2 separate regions of the Mus musculus genome follow, and region 2 is linked to region 1. Evidence: chromatin contacts called from public HiChIP or PLAC-seq data. All regions are on one chromosome and are shown on one strand. The core of a region is the stretch at or near the end of the contact, and the rest is flanking DNA. Distances in the headings are between cores, read along the strand shown.

Region 1 (5,019 bases), core at 1,557-4,056:
TAAATAGCTAAAACGTTCCCAGCAGCAGATTCATTCCTGAGGGTCAGTGAACACAGGTCCTGTCCCTAAGCTTTACGAACACACCTGACTTCCTCTGTAAAGTCACTGTCTGGGGGAATGGATGGCTCACTGGTTATTGAGTGTGCTTGTAGAGGCCTGGGGATTGGCTCCCAGCACCCACCATCACTTGTAACTAGCTTCAGGGGATTTGACATCCTCTGGCCTAGTGCAGTACCTGTGTGCATGTAGGCATACACATATACACATCAATCAGAAAAAAAATCAGCCACCAGACCCTCAGATGGGTACACCCACTTGATTAGTTTTCTGTAGCAGGAGGTCTTCTGAGATCATCTTCATCTGCTCAGAAAATGGAATGCCCAAAGACCTAGAACTCTCTAGAAGCTTATAAGAGTACGAACCAGGAAGTGTGAAGGCACTTTACAGCTTGGACTCCCAATGGTCTTGAAGAGAAGCAAGCAAGCAAGCAAGCAAGCAAGCAAGCAAGCAAGCAAGCAAAGGGCTTTCCAATCATCCTTTTGTACCTGAAGGGCTATCCTCCCTTTTGAAACCACATTGTTATGGCCAGACTCCCCTTCCACATTATCCTAATTTCTGTAGTTTAAATTCATTAATTCTATCTATCTATCTATCTATCTATCTATCTATCTATCTATCTATCATCTATCTATCTATCTATCTATCTATCTATCTATCTATCTATCTATCTATCTTTTATTCTGTACTGTGTTCTGCCTGCATATGTACCTGCCCACCAGAAGAGGGCGCCATATACCATTATAGATGGTTGTGAATTATAATGTGGTTGCTGGGAATTGAACTCAGGACCTCTGGAAGAGCAGTCAGTGTTCTCAACCTCTGAGCCATCTCTCCAGCCCCTATATTTATTTTTGAGGCAGAGTTTTGCAACGTAGTCCAGGCTGGCCTCGAATGCTTGCTCTGCCTGCTTTAACTTTCTCTGGCCCTGGCCACAGCTGGCCAGAGTTCTTCCTTCAGTTGAGACGTGGCCAGCTATCCTGCTGTAAATGCTTTCTGTCTCAGCCTCAAAGACAATTTCTATCTGCAGATCACACATGACCTTATCTTCATTTCTGGATCCTGAGCCTCTATTCAGTCACAGGGTCACTTCTTGTATTTAGGACAGGACAGGGGTCTCCATATGCATGCAATACTGTCATCAGAGGGTCTAATGATAGAATCAAGAAAGTGAGTCCTGAGTCTGCGTGGCCTTGATGACGGCCACATCTTCAGTATAGCTTGTATGAGCCTCACAGTCTGGGGCTCACCTCTCTTAGTCTTTGGTTCATGCTGGTTTTCAGGTCCTGCTGTCGTTTCACATGTGGACCCCCACTGGTGTGTAGCACCTACTAGCTCTTATTTTCACACCAAACCTTCCTGAAACAGCGGTTGGTGAACTCAGGTTTCCATCAAGAGCTGGATCAAGGTCACCCCGCAGACCTGGTAGCAGAGACCTGTAATGGAATTCCAGCTATTCCTAAGGCTGAGGCCAGAGCAGCTGAGAGAGTTCAAGGTCAGCCTGATTAACTCAGTAGACTCAGTCTCAGAAACCAAAAGGAATCAAGGCTGGGGCCATAGCACACTGGTAGAGCATTGCCTAGCACACACAGGGAGTAGACATTAAACTGGGGAAAGTCACCCCAGTGCCTTGAATTAATTCTGTTGGTTTTGTTCTCAAATTCATGTGGATTTGCAATAATGAACTACTGTCTGGCTTCGACAGTGAACCTCTTGAAGGCAGGGGTCTGTTTCTGCACTGAGCTTGGTACCAGGTTCAATGAAGGAGTGTCCAATTAAGTGGTGGGACAGTCTGTACTTCACGCTCACAGATACGCTTGCTGCCTTGCAATGTTCTTTTCATGTGAATGGGATGTGACCAGGCTTTGTTATGACTCACCATTTAATAAGCTCACCAGAAGTTATACATCCAAATGAGGGCTGCATCCTTCAAAGTCCTCGCTTTGCGAGGCTGGATAGATACTCAGTCCCGTGGTGATGCTGGCATTTCCGTGGACTCTTTAGATCGCCTCTCTCGGTCACAACCCTGACATTTATAATACTTTCTTTCAGCGTCTCCCCGTGCTACCCTACCCTCATGTAGTATGTGTATCTCCATCTTGCGTTGTTAGCGTTGAGCAAACGATAAGATAATTCTGGAGATTTACTGCTGGCCCGAGTTTGTTTCACCAGCTCTGGCTGGGAGAGCCACACCAATAAAAGCTTAATGCTAGTGCTTCAGAGATTGTTTGATTTTGGGGAATAGTGAAGGCTTTTCTTTGATTTTAAGTTTCTCAAAGTGACAAGGTGAATGCGGGAGCTAGGTAGTAACTGATTTAAGCCAAATGGTTCTAAAGACTCGCAGCCCGAGCTCACGTGTTTCTCCTAAATTGATCTGGCACCCTTCTTTAAAACTCAGACTTCTAACTTCATGGCGACTCTGTCCTGTACCTTGGGTAACCAGCTAAGTTCCAGCTCTCTATGAACCACTGCTGGGACCTAATCTTTATTATTTCTCCCAGCATCCGGTAGACCCATGACTGGTCTCTCCTTTCCTGCTCTTTGAGAAGTGACAGTTCTGCAGATCCCAAGGGACAAGGAAAGAACTGAAAGACTGATGTTGGGGAGGGCTGGCGAGGGAAAGCGGTGGCGGATCTGGGAGCAGAGCCGGGAGTTCCTGCTTCCTGCTCCCGGAGCGAGTGTCCTCCGTAGCAGCCTCGGGGAAGGGAACAGCCCTTCCTGCTCCTGTCCGCGTACTCCAGGAGCGCAGCGAGGCGCGCCCCACCCCGGCGGAGGGGACGGTTTTCGGCTGGAGGTGGTGGAGAGACAGTTAGGACTCAACGCAACCCGGGGGTGTGGGGAGCTGGATGAGAGCGGGAAATCGGTAGATCAGAGTCAAGGGGTGTGGGTGCGAGCGGCGAGAGGCGCCGAGGGGTCCGCGGGGTTCCCGGGTGTCTCCGCCGTGTCCTGTCCCGTGGCCGCCCGCGGTTCCCGGGCTCCGCCCAGCCGTGGAGCCCAGCCTCTCTCTGGCCCGGTCTCCTCCCAAAGGTGCGGGTGGCAGCGCCACTCCCTCCGCTCCCTCCCCAGCCGCGCGCGTCTCATTCCAGCGCCCATTCCGTGCATTCCTGCCGGGCTCCTCTGCAAACTCCAGTCCCGGGGGTGGGGACCGGCCTCAGCTACGCGCTCGGGGCCCCGCAGCGGTCGCCGCGGCTGGAAGACTTGGCGCCCCGCGTGGACCTGCCGCAGCCGGCCGAGCTCTCCCACCCCGCCTCCCGAACCCTGGGACCGGTAAGGCTGCTGAGTTCGGAGGACACCCGCGTCCCGCGTGGTCCCGGGCAACACTAGGGGGCCAGTGGGGCACGTGCGGGCGGTGGAGTCTAGGGGCTGGACAGAGCAGGGTCGCTCGGCTGAAGTTGAGACTAACGAGCCTCAGCCAGGCCCTTTTCTACTTTTCTGCCTGGAGAAGAGAGCCCATAAGGGAGGTGTATTGCCTGGACCTTGTGCAGAGGTCCCCAGGGTTTGAGACGCCGTTGCTCCCCACGGTGAGAAGTGATGGGAGTGATGGACCGGAGTTCCCAAACTCCAAGGCACTATACTCTAGCAGGCAGCCCAGGGGCGCGCGCCGCGGTGCACACACGTGTCAGGGGGCTCCAGGCACACCCACACTCCGTCCGATTCAGTGAGTGAGTTCAAAGATAGGTATTACTGCGCCAGCATCCTTAAGTTTTGGGTGTTCCCGAGGAAGAGATATCTGTGCGCAGTGACTCACCTTGCTTCCAGGAGGAGGATTTGTTTGTGCTAAACGCGACCCTGTGTGCATCGCTACTTGAAGAAGGTGCTTGTCTGAAATCCCGAGTGTCGGAGTGGGCGTGGGTGTGCGATGCCTCCTCTCCAGGACTCTCCTCTCCAAGTCCTCGCTCTGAGGATGTTGGTTCTGGCTCTGACTTCTTCCTGAAGAACCGCGGCAGGGGACAATGTCTCCAAGTTCTTTGTGTTCAGGGAGAATTTGACAGTAGTAGTTGGAGGTGCCCCTCTTGCCATCCCTGCTGGGTTGAGCATTGCTGGCAGGAAGCTGCCTACACCTGCCCCCTTCCAGGCAGCTGTCTCTGTGAGGGAGTGTGGATCCTGTTCTGGCAAAATCCTTAGGGAACTGCTGGTAGGCTAAGCAAAGCTGAGATCTTTGTTTGCCCTTAGGGGCTAGGATGGTCATGTTTATGGGGGTGGACCCCCTAAAAGGAGAAGAGCTTGTTAGGTTGTTTCCTTTTGAGACAGAAGTTTCCTGCAGTTTAGGCTGGCATGATACGTCCACCTTAGTAAGAGGTGGCTTTCATTCTCCTGCCACTTTTTTTTTTTTTCCTGAGACAGAAGCAAAAGACCAAGGAGGCCTTGAACTCACAGCAGTCTCACCTCAGCCTTCTAAGTGCTGGGATGACAGGTCGGATTTACCAGGCTTAGTTGACCACTTTGGATACTATTTGTTGAGTGGTTGGTAGTGTTTCTAAGTTGTCTTCAAGGACAGGGGAGTCAGTGCTACCTGTGGGAACCTTGAAGCAATGAGGGGGAGACAATCTCTCATTCCTCAATAGCCAGGGTCTTGCTCTGGAACCCAGACTGGGTCCAAACTGGATGATCCTCTGCCTCAGTTTCCCCCTCGTTCTTCACAGTTAGCTAGGCTACCTTGTTTCTGTGGGGAAACGTGAGTGGTCCCTATAGGGAATGCTTTAGTGACAGCTGGGAAGGGGAGGCAGCCTCGGACTTGGTAGCTGAGGCCAGGATATTGACAGGAGAGTGGTGTGAGAGTCACAGACAGACTTGGCACCAGTGTTCTCGCTCATTAGCACAACTCCTAGGTGATGGCTAGGGTTTCTTGGAAGGAAGGAAGGAACAGAGAACCCTGTCAGGAGCGAGGGGGAGGGGCTCGTGTTTACCTTTCCTTCTCTCCTGCTGATATAGATTAGATAGTCTATTCCACCCTGCTCGGGC
Region 2 (5,019 bases), core at 1,798-4,297, 34 kb before region 1:
GAAAGTAGGCAATACCTGGGAATGGACACTTTCTCTAAAGGAGAATTGATTGGTTGCAATTAGCCCATGGTAACGTATACATGGAAAAAAATGAAATAATAGGCTTTCAGAGTGATTTTGTCTTTATGTGCTTTCTTTCTTGTTGTTTTTGAAACAGTGCCTTTGACGATGAGACCCTGAGGCTTCGGCAGCTGAAGCTGGACAATCAGGTGAGCAGGGGCTCCTGGAGGACTGCCCAGGCTGGTGCTGAAGTCCCGTCAGGGTCTCACAGCAGGACTAGAAGGGCAGGGTCACTAATGGTTACTCATTAATACTGTGTGAACTTAGGAGTCGCTGGGCCAACACTTGAAGACGGTAGCAATACACGGTTTTATTAATAATCAGCGAAGAGCCCCTAGCTCCTATAAGGCTTAGAAGAATGTTGTAGCTGGGCATGGTAGCACTAACTGGGAATCCCAGCCCCAGAGAGGCTGAGACAGCTCCCTGGGAGTTCACTGCCACTCTGAGCAAAGAGGATAAAAGAATTATTTACTTTAGTTAGCCCATATAAAAGACACAAAAAAACCTCTGATGTTTATTTGCAAGCTAGATTGGGCAGGTTCTATGTTCCTTGTTCCCTGCTGTTTGAGTCTCGCCTGGGCTGCTTTTGCTCCATCAGCCTGTCCTCCGGGGGCATTTCTCCTGGCCACGAGCTCATAATCTATCCAGTCTCATGGCAGCCTCCGCCTCCTCTCTCCAGCTTCTCCCCTCCCCAACTCCTGTGGTCTCTCTCCAGACCCCTCACTCAGGTCTCAGGTTCTGCCAGTCTCTCTGTTCTGCCCAATCACAGGCTCTAGCCCTTTATTAACCAATAGCCTTAAAGTGGGGAGTAAGGCTTACACAACAAAAGCCAATTGGTATAATGGAGGATGGACGCTCTTGCCTGGATAGCAACCAGAATTGGGTTTTAGAATTTAGCACTTGTATACATAGCCATAGTCCAACCCCCAACAACGTAGGGAAACCATATCTCAGTAACCCAAGATAATAATGATAATAAATAAGGAAGTAAAAGTTGCATTGGCCTATCTCTTGTTGCTATAACAAAATACGTGAGATTGGGTGCATTGTTTTAAAAAAGAGACTTGCTTAGCTCACAGTTTTAGACACTAAAGTGCAAGATTTAACAGCTTCATCTGTTTGGTGTTTGGTGAGGGTCCCTGTAGGAAGTGCACTACAGTCTTGCTTAAAGGTCCATCTTAAAGAAAGGCATTTTCTCAGCTGAGACTCCCTCTTCCCAGATGACTCTGGCTTAGATCAAACTGACATAGAAGTAGCCAGCGCAGCCCCCTAAGTTACATCCCAGTGTGGCAGAGAAGCAACAGGGGAAACAGCTCAGTTTCTCGGAGCGGGGGATTGGATGGCAGTTCCTGGCTGGCCTCGAACTACAGAGATCAGCCTGCCTCTGTGTCCCCAGTGCTGGGATTAAAGGCGGGCGTGCGCCACCACTGCCCAGCTACTTAGTTATTTTTGACGTGGGAACGGGTTGGAGTTTTGAGACAGGGTCTCACCCTAGCCCAGGCTGACTCCAGCCTCCCCAGTGCTGAGATTACAGGCGTGTTCCACCTTGCCCAGCTGCGTTTGTTTCCTTTACTGGACTAATTATTGAATAAGAACCAAGGGCAGGTTATAAGAGGCACATTCATCTTTGATTGACACATAATAATTGTACATATTTATGGGGCACGGTCACATCTCATACCAGGCTTATGTGGATGTGTGTTTGTTCCTGTGTGAGAAAATCATAGGGCAACCTGTGGGTCTCAGTCCTCAGCTGTCCAGCCAGCTTGAGACAGAGCCGTGGGTGGCATGAGCCACCTAGCCATTGAGGTTAGCTGGCTGGAGCTTCTGCAGACTCCCCCGTCCCTGTCTCCCGTCTCCCCAGATGGACACCCGAAGATTATAGCCACTCGAGCTACTGCATTTGATCTCATGTTTCCAAGTGTAGGAGGAGGCGTCTAATCTTCAAGCTCTTAGTGTTGGCTCCTAGCATCTCAGTGGGTGTGAAATGCAGCCCAGTTCCCATCTCCCTAATGACTTAACAGTCCTAAAGTGTTTCTAACTTAAACTAACCAGGGTCTCACTGTACAGCCCTGACGTCTGGAATTCCAGTTCCAGATCTGACTCCCTCCTCTGAACTCTGTGGGCACCAGGCATGCACTGTAGCACGTGCATACATCCTTTCAGGCAAAACATTTATGCGCAGAGTAAATATAACTTAAAAAAAAATAGTACATGTGCCAGCCCTTTCCTTTCCATTGTACTGGAACCTTCTCCTGACCCTTCATGCTTTTCTGCCTGACTTTCTTGCTTTCTTTATCTTGCTACTGGTTTGGTTTGGTTTGGTTTGCTTTGGTTTGGTTTGCTTTGGTTTGGTTTGGTTTGGTTTGGAGGGACTTAACTTTACCTTGTTACCCAGTCTGGACATGAACTCCTGGGATCAAGATATCTTCCTGTGCTGGGCTCGGGTGGCGCAAGCCTTTAATCCCAGCACTTAGGAGGCAGAGGCAGATATCCTCCTGCTTCAGCCTCCAAAGTAGCTGAGACTAAATGAGCGACCCCCAAACTCATTGGTAACCACGGCTTTGAACACAAAGGGTGTGTAGGTTAGTTGTTGACACAAGCTGGACTCAACTTGAGAGGGAACCTCATTGAGAAACTGCTCCCGTCAGATTGGACCGTAGGCAAGCCTGGGGGTGGGATTTTTCTTGATTGATGATTAATATGAAAAGATGCAGCCCACTATGGGTGGTGCTATGCCTGGGATGGTTAGCCTGAGGTAAATAAGAGAAAACTGAGCCAGCCACAAGGAGCAAGCCAGTAAGCAAGCAGCCTTCCTCCAAGGCCTCTACTCTAGCTCTTGCCCCCAGTTTCCTGTCCAGACTTGAGTGGAAGTGGAAGCTAAGCCTCTCTTCTCTAAGTTACTTTTGGTTCTGTTGTTTAGCACTGCAGCAGTAACTAGAACACAAAGCAAATGCCCTGCCCCACCCCCTGCCTCTTCATCTTGCTTTTACCCACAGACTCTTTGTTCTCTGCTCAGAATGTCCCAGGTGCCTTTTCTTTCTTCCCACTTCAGTCAAGGTCATTTGATTTTGAATTTTTGTAACCGAACAAGAATGCAAAACTGAGGTTGGCCTTAGGGGGAGGGGGTGCATCCCTATAATCCCAGGATTTGGGGGGTCTGGGCAGGATTACTAGTTGTAAGTCAGTCTGGAATCCATAGGAACGTTCCGTCTCAGAAAAAAAATAGTCTAAGCTATTCCAAGAGGGTAGGCCCTGTGTTGTAATGCCGCATTATCTCTCTAGAGGGCACTGCTGGAGAAGAAGCAGAGAAAGAAGCGCCTTGAGCCACTCATGGTACAGCCAAACCCAGAAGCCAGGCTGCGAAGGTTAAAGCCACGAGGCAGTGAGGAGCACACGCCTCTGGTGGACCCTCAGATGCCTCGCAGCGACGTCATCCTACACGGTGTGTATTTAGACAGTGCCACCTCTGACTTAAGTACAGTTTTCACAGACCCGAGATAAGGCCGGGGGCGGGGGGGGGGGGGATGCTGAGGCGCTTTCTGGGTCTTTGTGAGAAAAAAAAAAAAAAAACGTGGAAGATGCCTCCAAATTTAAGTCCACCCTAGAACTACTGATTCTGATGCAAAATGAATTGTACTTTCTGAAATGAATGACTAAACCTCAAAATTCTCCAAATGAATGAACATTGTCTGGCACTGAGCCACTCCCCCAACCTCCTGGTCTCAGTCCTAGGTTCTGAACAAAGCTTGAGTTAGCCAAGTTCGTTAATAGAATCGGTCCCAGGCCTGGGTAGCCATAGGAGCACATCCCCGCAACCGGCCAGCTCAGTTCTGGTTAACTCTCACCCTTTCTCCTCCTCTGGACTCCTAGGCATCGACGGTCCAGCTGCTTTCCTTAAGCCAGAGGCTCAGGATTTGGAAAGCAAGCCTCAGGTTCTCTCTGTGGGCTCCCCTGCCCCAGAAGAAGGCACGGAAGGGAGTGCAGATGGGGAAAGCCCCGAGGAGACAGCCCCCAAGCCAGACCTTCAGGAGATTCTCCAAAAACACGGTGAGGATGGTGCAGAGCTTAAGACGGGGTATCCATCCTCCTTTCTCTCACTGGCTTGTATTCTAAGTGGCCCAGGCTTGTTTGGGGTTTCAACATCTTCGACATTGAAGGGGGAATGCTTAGCAACAGTTGTTGTTTATGCTGTTGTCTGAGAAAGCAGGTAGTGGACTACAGCCTAGTGGTTATTGTATATGATTTTTCCTTCTGAAAATTATCCACTGCCTACTCCCGCCTGTTACTCAGATGGTTTTCTGGAGGAGGCATAAACAAGATGAACACCTTCTAAGGTGCCAGTGACAAACTGAGGGCCAGCTCCACCAAAGGTCACTCTGTGGAAATAATGTTTATTTACAGAGCATGGGGGGAGGGGCTACTCAGGAATGGGAGCTCTTCGCCCAACAGACCTCAGCTGAAAAGCCTCACCCAGCAGATGTGAGGACTTCCCTTGGTGTCACAGATGGAGCCTTGCCCTCCAGCGTCCCCAAGGCTTGCAATTACAACAGGTGGTAGACAGAGACTAGCTACTCAGCTGAGGGTCTTGGGACCCTCCCCTGCCCTATGTGAGGGGTTATAAACAGTCAGCATGCCCACTTTGGATTGTCCTTTTGCAAGAGGGTGCAGCTAAACACCCCAAGATGGTCGGAGCTTGGCTTGAAGGATAGACACTCACATCACCTCTTTTTTAGCAGAGTTGTTCTTCACTACTTTGTCTACTACACTCTAATTCTGTGACAAGAGGCTGTTTTGTCAGTTGCTGGTGTTACAGAAGGACATGCGTTTTAGAGTTCCCCTGAAATCTCTTTTTCTCCTTAAAAACAATTTCACAGTGACATCAAGTGCCCGGTTTTGTCTATTTTTGCCTTTTTCCCCCCCTTGAGACAGGGTTTCTCTGTGTACTCCAGGCTGTCC

The links. HiChIP or PLAC-seq counts read pairs in DNA pulled down with a chosen protein or histone mark.
Region 2: an H3K27ac HiChIP or PLAC-seq map of embryonic stem cells shows a contact between it and region 1, with 7 read pairs. The contact joins the enhancer-like site here to the promoter of Tead4 in region 1. A contact is called at or near these places in 1 of 15 datasets of contacts at CTCF or cohesin (the NIH/3T3 cell line), 9 of 484 Hi-C or Micro-C datasets (the AML12 cell line, embryonic stem cells, liver and 2 more), 5 of 115 datasets of contacts at active chromatin or transcription factors (embryonic stem cells, pancreatic cancer cells and stem cell-derived neural progenitor cells) and 3 of 9 other capture datasets (adipose tissue, liver and pancreatic islet).

What each region holds. Positions count from the first base shown.
Region 1 is chr6:128,298,600-128,303,618 of GRCm38.p6, reverse strand. Tead4 (TEA domain family member 4) reads left to right here and starts at 2,806. Exons shown (of 12, transcript NM_011567.2): 1 at 2,806-3,324.
Region 2 is chr6:128,332,924-128,337,942 of GRCm38.p6, reverse strand. It overlaps Tulp3 (tubby-like protein 3), which reads left to right. Exons shown (of 11, transcript NM_011657.2): 2 at 158-209; 3 at 3,346-3,505; 4 at 3,934-4,110. Among named protein-coding and RNA genes, the nearest start is that of Tulp3, 20 kb to the left of the region's middle. Within about 2 kb of position 3,047, at least 67 of the 459 cell types and tissues checked have an H3K27ac peak or open chromatin away from gene starts, as enhancers often do. A contact at or near this core is called in embryonic stem cells, where this site is marked.